Regions from separate parts of the Mus musculus genome. Here region 2 is linked to region 1. A link is a contact called in public Hi-C data. All regions are on one chromosome and are shown on one strand. The core of a region is the stretch at or near the end of the contact, and the rest is flanking DNA. Distances in the headings are between cores, read along the strand shown.

Region 1 (4,031 bases), core at 1,116-3,615:
GTCAGCTTTGCAAGGAGTGAACAGAGGATAATTGTTCAACTGCTGATCTACAGCCCTGGCCCTAAGGTCGTGCTTTTGGGTGAATGGAGAGAGCCTGTCTCTTTGACTCTGTTCTCCCAGCTCCTCCTGCTTGATTGCCTGAGGTCAGAATCTTATCTAGACTTTAACATTATTTTGCCCAGGATCTGTCCTGTTTGAGGTTGATAATGCTCGCAAAATGTTTAGCAAAGGCCCCCCGGCACATACTAATTGCATGATGCTTGTAGCTATTATTAAGATAAAAAAGGAAGCTAGCTCAGAAAAGAATAACAATTAGGCAATTATCAATCTGTTATCAGCGGAGAGTAAACGGGGAAGTCGGATCTTTCTGCTGGGAACAGATTTTGATTGGGATAAAGATGCCCGAGACTCAGGTTCTCAGAATCTGAAATGAGACTCCAGGGGCCGAGAAAGGACCACTTGGGAGTCTTTCCTGGAGTTAGTCAAGCCTGAAGAGGAGTGGAAAATCCACACTTAAGTAACCTGGTATAACAAATTTTCATATGGTGGAGGATGCCAGAGTAGGAAGTAGCTGTTGTGCCTGGTCAAGAGATGGAAGGCGGCTTTCCTTCTAATGCAGTGGAGGCTCAGGTAGCTAGAGGCAATGAGGCAATGGGGGAGCCTGCCACCTAGCTTTTAGCCTACAGAGAACATCTGGGGCTCCCAGGGGTTGTCACCCACTACATGTAAAGCTTTTTTTTTTTTTTTTTTTTTAAGGGCCCGGTGGTGAGTGCCTATAATTCTAGTACTTGGAGGGTAGAGGCAAGACAAGCAGGAGTTCAAGGTTATCCTCAGGCACGTGGAGAGATGAGGCTAGCCTGAGCTACTTAAGACTCTCTCAAAAAGAAGCAAGCAAGCCAACAAACCCAGAGAAACCAACGACCACCCCAACTCTGAAACCCACCAATGTAGCAGGAGTCAGGACACTAATCTTGTTTGTATGTTCATGTGTATGGCGACCAGGGGACAACCTCAGGTGTCTTCTTCTGGTGCTGTCACCTTTTATTCTGGAGACAGGGTCTCTCACTGGCCTGGAACTCATCAGATGGAGTGGGCTGTGACCAGTGAGCCTCAGGGAACTGTTGGTCTTCACCTCAATGCTGGGACTGTATACACCTCTCGCACACCAGACTTTTCCTGAGTGAATTCTGGAGTCTGCACTTGGGTCCTAACGTTTGCAACTCAAGCACACAGGACACAGGACACTAATTTTACCTCTGTCCACGTTGGTCATGTGACCTTGGCAAAGTCTCCTGTCAGCTTTGAGCTGCCTCAAAAAAAATTTTTTTTTAATAGTGTAGATGATAGCTAAACTTCTTTGGACCCCAGAGTCTTCATTTGTAAGAATAGGTATTTACCTATTTCTTGGGATTATATGAGCTAATGCAGTACTCCATATCTGCACAGTTCGGAGGTGTCTGCGACTCCTTTTCTGTCAATGTTACTGTGTCCTGGGGACAATGCCTCTATTGAGGGGCGCAGGTGTGGTGTGCAAAGTGTGAATGGATGTGGGGGGAGGAGACCTTATCCACAGGAGTTAGCCAAGCAAAAGAAGATGGGCAGCCGACTACAGGTTGTAGTCAAAGGCCCCTCCAGTCTTGGGGAAGACTGTGGGAAGATATCCACTCTACAGAGCTTAGGGTCAGTTTCTGGCAAGGCAGGCCATTTTGCATCCTAGAAGGGTAAGGTTCATCCTAGAGAAGGTGGGATCCCGTTTCTGAATCCGCTCCATCCCTTCCCAGCCAGGCGACCTTGGGGCAGTCACTTTTCTTCTCCGGGGCCTCCTCTGCAAAATGGGGCTCCTCGTTCCATTTCGCACTTTGGGCATCTGAGGACGACGTGTCGACATAATGCCCATGGCTGGCGACGTCAAGGGCCGGCGAGTGGCATCTGTTATGTTAATAAGTCCTTGAGGCGGGCGGGTTCCTAACTGTCGGTTTGTGCTCTGGCTTAGCGGTTCCCTCCGCAGCGCCTCGGTTTTTCCGCTCCGCCGCCTCTCGACGCTTGCTTGGCAGGTCTCGACGGACCGCGGCCTCGGGTGCCGTTACTATTGTTCTTCGAGGCTGAGCTCTCTCCCTACAGACGTGCCCTTCGGTCTCTCCCTCAGCTCCGCACCGCGCCGCGGAGATCCTCAGCCGTCCCGGATCACCGATCTTTCCCGAGAAAGAGTGTCAGCTCCTGCGGCGTTCCCGAACAGCGGCCGAAGGCGCTCCCGAGCGCTCCCGAAGAAGCCCGGCCGCTCGCGGTCTCCGGAAATAGCCGAGAGAGCTTGCCACCCTCGGTCTGCCGAGTCCTTCCGAAAAGGGCCGAAAAGCTCCGAGCGGCCGTCCTGCCGGACTGCTGGAGGCGGCCGCAGCGCCATGTTGGATGCTCTGCTCGTTGAGTGAAGAAAATCCGTCCGCATCGCCCGAGCCCCGCTACCGAGAAGGGCGCCGCTTCCCCCGGGGAGGGGGACAGAGACCCCCCGCCGCCGGCCCATGAGGATATTGCCGTGAAAGGTCCGGTCTCTCCGCCTCCTGCCCCTGCCGGGTCCGGCCCCCCCCTCCCCGGGGTCGCGTTGTCACGGAGACCGGCAGCCGGTGGTGCTGGCCCGCGGGGCGGCTGCTGCTGCCCGCGGCGGCGGCGGCGGAGGCGGCGGCGGCGGAGGGCGTGTGTGACCGGTCCCGGCCCCCTCCTCCTCCTCCTCCCAGCCTCCCCCCGGCCCCCCGCTCCCGCCGCCTCCCCGGGTCTGCCCCCATCCCGCCCCTCCGCTGCCCCCGGCCCCTGCACCCCGGCGCGCCCGGTCCCGCTCTGGGGGGGTTGGTGGCTTCGCTTTGCCATGAGTTTACCGCAGAAACCGGCTCTGAAATCAGGCTCAGCGGCTGCAGCAGGAACCGGACCCGGCACCGGAGCGGCGGCGGCGGCGGCGGTACCGCCTCCTCATCCGGCGGCAGCGGCGGCGGCGGCGGCAGTAGCGGCAGCGGCGGCCCCTCCTCACCCGAACATCAGGGCCCTCCAGACCCCGGCGCCCCAACAGTATCCTTTTCACCTTCCGGCGGTCCAGAGCGACCCTCGGTGGGAACCTCCTTGCCTGCCGTCATAGCCCGGCCAGAAAAGGGACGGGCAGCCGCTCTGCTCCCGGCTTGACCCGAGCTTTTGGGGTGCACCGGTGACAGCATTGCTGGGGACCCCGGGACCCTCTGCGGTACCGTGAACACTACTAGCTCCACCGGGCCGTGCCTCTGCAGCTCTTGTGGATCTGGGGGGAACCCTGCCCTTGGCTGCTCCCTCCCCTTTCTTGGGCAGAATTTGCTGGTGCCTAGGACCAGCCCTGCGGGCAAGGCTTTTCTGACTGTTGGGAGGCCCTGCCTTCTGCGGGGCTCGGTAGCCTCTCTAATTATTATTTAGGATTCATAGCAAAGTTTATTGCTAAATTTTCTGTTGGAAACGAATCAGCTCATTCCTGAGGTAAGTTGGGTCTTCAGTCTTTACTGCAAGTGTACAAAAAGCACCCCCCCCCGCTAGTGTTTTGTTTTATTTTATTTTATCGTATTTTATTTTTTTAAGCAATTAGAGTTGTGTTGTGGCTTGTGGTGGAGCCGGCTAAGGAGGAAATGTTACACTGGGCGCTTCCCTGTCTTTGACCTTTCTAAAGGAAGAGGAAGTTAACTCACATTACCCAGTACCCCCAGAAGTCTCACTTCTTCTAAGACTGGTGTTAACGCTGTATATCTTTTTTAAAGGGCTTTAGTAAGTTTGCTGCTCCGTAGGGTGGTGTCTGGAGGGTACCAGGGCTCCCAAGGAAGGGTCTTAGTTTTGAATGTGTCTTAATTTCATGGTATAGAAGTTGGGGCAGCTTTGATTGAAAAATCTTGGTACCTGGTATTTAAGTCAGAATAAAACGTCGAATTCACAGCTCCTATGGAGTAAAGGAAGGTGATACTCCTTTGGATCCCCACTGGGTTTCTCTGTGTAGCCCTGGCTGCCCTAGAACTTGCTCTGTAGACCAAGCT
Region 2 (4,031 bases), core at 616-3,115, 49 kb after region 1:
ACCTGGCAAACACTCACAAGTACAAATAAACCTTATTTAAAATCTTTAAAAAATTAAAAAGAAAATACTTTTAGTCTAAAGGGGCATAAACAGCCTGTGTCTTAGGCTAAGTCCAGTCAGCTCTAAAATCACTTCACACGCTTCACACGCTTCATTCCAGAGCTCACCTCTGAGCGGATAGATACCCAGCAGCGCCGACACACCAGCTAGGGTTTTTAGTAAAGAGGTGGGCTAAGCTTCAAGTTAGTGAAGTATCTGCTCAGGGTTTCTGAGGATTGCATTTAAGTAAATCTCCCTTTCTTTTTGAGTTGTGTATGCACACACACGCTCATGAGTGCAGGGGCCCACAGAGGCCAGAAAAGGATGTCGGGTCCTCTGGAGCTCAAGTCGGAAGTGATTTTTCGCTGCCTGATGTGAGTGCTGGGAACTGAACTCAGTCCTGAGCCGCATCTCCAGCCTTCTCTCTTGCTTATCTTTTTAGGCAAGATCTCTGACCAGTCCAGGCTACTCTCCTGCCTCCTCTTCCTGAGCTAGGATTGCAGCCATCACACCCAGTGCCCTCGGTTTTTTGTTTTTTTTCTTCCTTTCCTTTCCTCTTTCCTCCCCTCCCCTCCCCTCCCCTTTCCTTTCCTTTCCTTGGTTGGATTTGGAACCAGGCTTGGTCTACATCGATTGATTTTTATTTTCCTGGGCTTTGTTTTTAAATAGAACTGTAGTTTTGTTTTAAACAGTCAACGGTAATTTTTTTTGTTAATTTGCAGAATATAAAAATGAAATCAGCATTTTTATTTGTAGAAACAGGAAGAATATTTGTTCCTGTAACATGGGCAAATGATGTCTCTAGCAATCCTGTAATTACAGTCATCTGATTAACCAGCAGAGGAACCGAGAGCAGAAGTCCTGAGTGGCTCAGCTTCTCGGGCAGAACACTAGGGACTCCCTGGAGAACTCTTCTCCCATCGTGAGAATTAGTTCTTCCTGGAAACGCAACGGTTGTTGGCAGTAGAGCAGTCGTGTGGCTCACTCTCCATCTGCTGTAAGAGCCATAGAATAGTGTGTGATGTGTGTGTATGGTGTGGTGTGGTAGATTGTGTATAAAATGTGTGTATGTATAATGTGTGCTTTGTATAGTGTATGTATATAGTATATGTGTGTGTGTATACATATATATATACATATATACACACACATGCATACACATACTCCACACAGTATGTATGTGTGGTGTGCTGTGTGGAGTATGTGTATGCATCGTGTGTGCACACACAGTGGGTGTGGGCTGTGCATGTGGATTGAGTGGTGTGTATGTTGCGAGTGGTTTGGCTGAGGCGCTTCCTTTCTGTGATGTTTCAGCTCCTCTCCAGCACAGCGTTTACGGCTTTGTGAGGGGACATGGACAGTGTGTTTAGCTGTTGTGTGAGGTTGCTAGTTTAAGAACGTCTAGAGACTGCTATAGTCTCTTTAGACATTTTAATGATTAAAGCACAGGGTGTGTTTGTTTTGTTTTCAGTCTTCTGAGCTGGCTGCTTGGATATAAAGAATCTACTAATGAGTCAGCCTTTGGCAACTCAGAGTCATTCTTAAAAAATCAAGCACAAAACACAACACAGCACAACAGAAAACAGCTTTTTTCCTTTCATTCTATTTATTATTTATAAGATTTATTCATTTCATATGTATGAGAGTTTTGCTTGTATGTATGTATATGTTTGTATGAGTGTATGTATGCAAACCACGTGCATTTCTTTTGCCTGTGGAGGTCAGAAGAAGGAATTAGCTCCTCTAGAGCTGCAGTTAGAACTAGTCTGAGCTACCATGTTGTGTTGGTAACTGAGGGCAGACAGGGAGTGTCTCAATTCCTCAGCTATTTCTCTAGCTCTTCGCTTTTTGAAGGAGTCTCACTGTGTAACCCTGACTGGCCTAACTGAACGCACCCTGTGACCATTCTTGCCTCTGTCTCCTCGGTGCTGAGCGTCCAGTTGCAAGCCGCCACACCTGTTCATAGCTCATGATTTGTCTCCCACACTCTTTCAGTGAATCACAAAGAAACCTTATATGAGAAGTATTAAGGATTTTGTTGAGGGAATTTTTTTTCACTTGGGGTTTATAACACATTACTTAAAAAGGAGTTGACTGGCTGGAGTTAGGCTACAGGATTGTTGGCTTTATTTATTTATATGTGAAAGTAAAATAATTGGGTTAGAGAGATGGCTCAGCGGTTAAGAGCATCGACTGCTCTTCCAGAGGACCTGAGTTCAAATCCCAGCAACCACATGGTGGCTCACAACCGTCTGTAATGGGATCCGATGCCCTCTTCTCGTGTGTCTGAAGAGAGCAAGAGAGCAGTGGTGGAGTATGTATACTCATATGTATAAAATAAATAAATCTTAAAAAAAAAAGGTAAAATAATTTGTATCATTTGTATCTATTGTAGAAGGCACATAACCTGGCCATGTCACAGTGTCATGCAGAGACAGTGCTGTGGCCTTTGTCACTCTCACAGATGTCAGACGGGAAGCACTGGAAGCAGCACTGTCCCCATAGCCACACTGGCTGAGATGGCTCCTATCTCTCCCCCATAGCCACACTGGCTGGGATGGCTCCTATCTCTCCCCCATAGCCACACTGGCTGAGATGGCTCCTATCTCTCCCACATAGCCACACTGGCTGGGATGGCTCCTATCTCTCCCATAGCCACACTGGCTGGGATGGCTCCTATCTCTCCCATAGCCACACTGGCTGGGATGGCTCCTATCTCTCCCCCATAGCCACACTGGCTGAGATGGCTCCTATCTCTCCCACATAGCCACACTGGCTGGGATGGCTCCTATCTCTCCCACATAGCCACACTGGCTGGGATGGCTCCTATCTCTCTCCCATAGCCACACTGGCTGGGATGGCTCCTATCTCTCCCCCATAGCCACACAGGCTGGGATGGCTCCTATCTCTCCTACATAGCCACACTGGCTGGGATGGCTCCTATCTCTCCCCCATAGCCACACAGGCTGGGATGGCTCCTATCTCTCCCCCATAGCCACACAGGCTGGGATGGCTCCTATCTCTCCCCCATAGCCACACAGGCTGGGATGGCTCCTATCTCTCCCATAGCCACACTGGCTGGGATGGCTCCTATCTCTCCCCCATAGCCACACTGGCTGGGATGGCTCCTATCTCTCCCATAGCCACACAGGCTGGGATGGCTCCTATCTCTCCCCCATAGCCACACTGGCTGGGATGGCTCCTATCTCTCCCCCATAGCCACACAGGCTGGGATGGCTCCTATCTCTCCCCCATAGCCACACAGGCTGGGATGGCTCCTATCTCTCCCATAGCCACACTGGCTGGGATGGCTCCTATCTCTCCCCCATAGCCACACTGGCTGGGATGGCTCCTATCTCTCCCCCATAGCCACACAGGCTGGGATGGCTCCTATCTCTCCCCCATAGCCACACTGGCTGGGATGGCTCCTATCTCTCCCATAGCCACACAGGCTGGGATGGCTCCTATCTCTCCCACATAGCCACACTGGCTGGGATGGCTCCTATCTCTCCCCCATAGCCACACTGGCTGGGATGGCTCCTATCTCTCCCACATAGCCACACTGGCTGGGATGGCTCCTATCTCTCCCACATAGCCACACTGGCTGGGATGGCTCCTATCTCTCCCACATAGCCACACTGGCTGGGATGGCTCCTATCTCTCCCACATAGCCACACTGGCTGGGATGGCTCCTATCTCCCAGTTTGAAGTTGAATAAAATGAGTCTTCTTTCTTTTAATGCAATGTCTTTTTTGTGTTCTGAAATATTTTAAGTGACTGCTGGAGTACCTGATTTTGCAAATGGAAAGCTGGTGGGTTGTTGGAGGGTAATTAGCTCAATTAAAACATTTATAGGGCCAGGCAGTGGTGGCAAACGCCTTTAATCCCAGCACTTGGGAAGCAGAGGCAGGTGGATTTCTGAGTTTGAGGCCAGCCTGGTCTTCAGAGTGAGTTCCAGGACAGCCAGGGCTACACAGAGAAACTCTGTCTTC

Evidence for each region. Hi-C and Micro-C count contacts between places; a contact is called where the count stands out from the background.
Region 2: a Hi-C map of olfactory sensory neurons shows a contact between it and region 1, with 3 times the contacts expected there. The contact joins the enhancer-like site here to the promoter of Eif4g3 in region 1. A contact is called at or near these places in 1 of 39 promoter capture datasets (macrophages), 20 of 484 Hi-C or Micro-C datasets (8-cell embryo, the N1E-115 cell line, bone marrow-derived macrophages and 12 more), 13 of 115 datasets of contacts at active chromatin or transcription factors (the 230-238 cell line, the HPC-7 cell line, acute myeloid leukemia and 7 more) and 3 of 9 other capture datasets (adipose tissue, liver and pancreatic islet).

What each region holds. Positions count from the first base shown.
Region 1 is chr4:137,991,091-137,995,121 of GRCm38.p6, forward strand. It overlaps Eif4g3 (eukaryotic translation initiation factor 4 gamma, 3), which reads left to right and starts at 2,366. Exons shown (of 35, transcript NM_172703.3): 1 at 2,366-2,537; 2 at 2,892-3,054.
Region 2 is chr4:138,040,851-138,044,881 of GRCm38.p6, forward strand. All of the region lies in intron 2 of Eif4g3 (eukaryotic translation initiation factor 4 gamma, 3), which reads left to right. Among named protein-coding and RNA genes, the nearest start is that of Eif4g3, 49 kb to the left of the region's middle. Within about 2 kb of position 1,866, at least 67 of the 459 cell types and tissues checked have an H3K27ac peak or open chromatin away from gene starts, as enhancers often do. A contact at or near this core is called in the 230-238 cell line, adipose tissue, bone marrow-derived macrophages and 4 more, where this site is marked.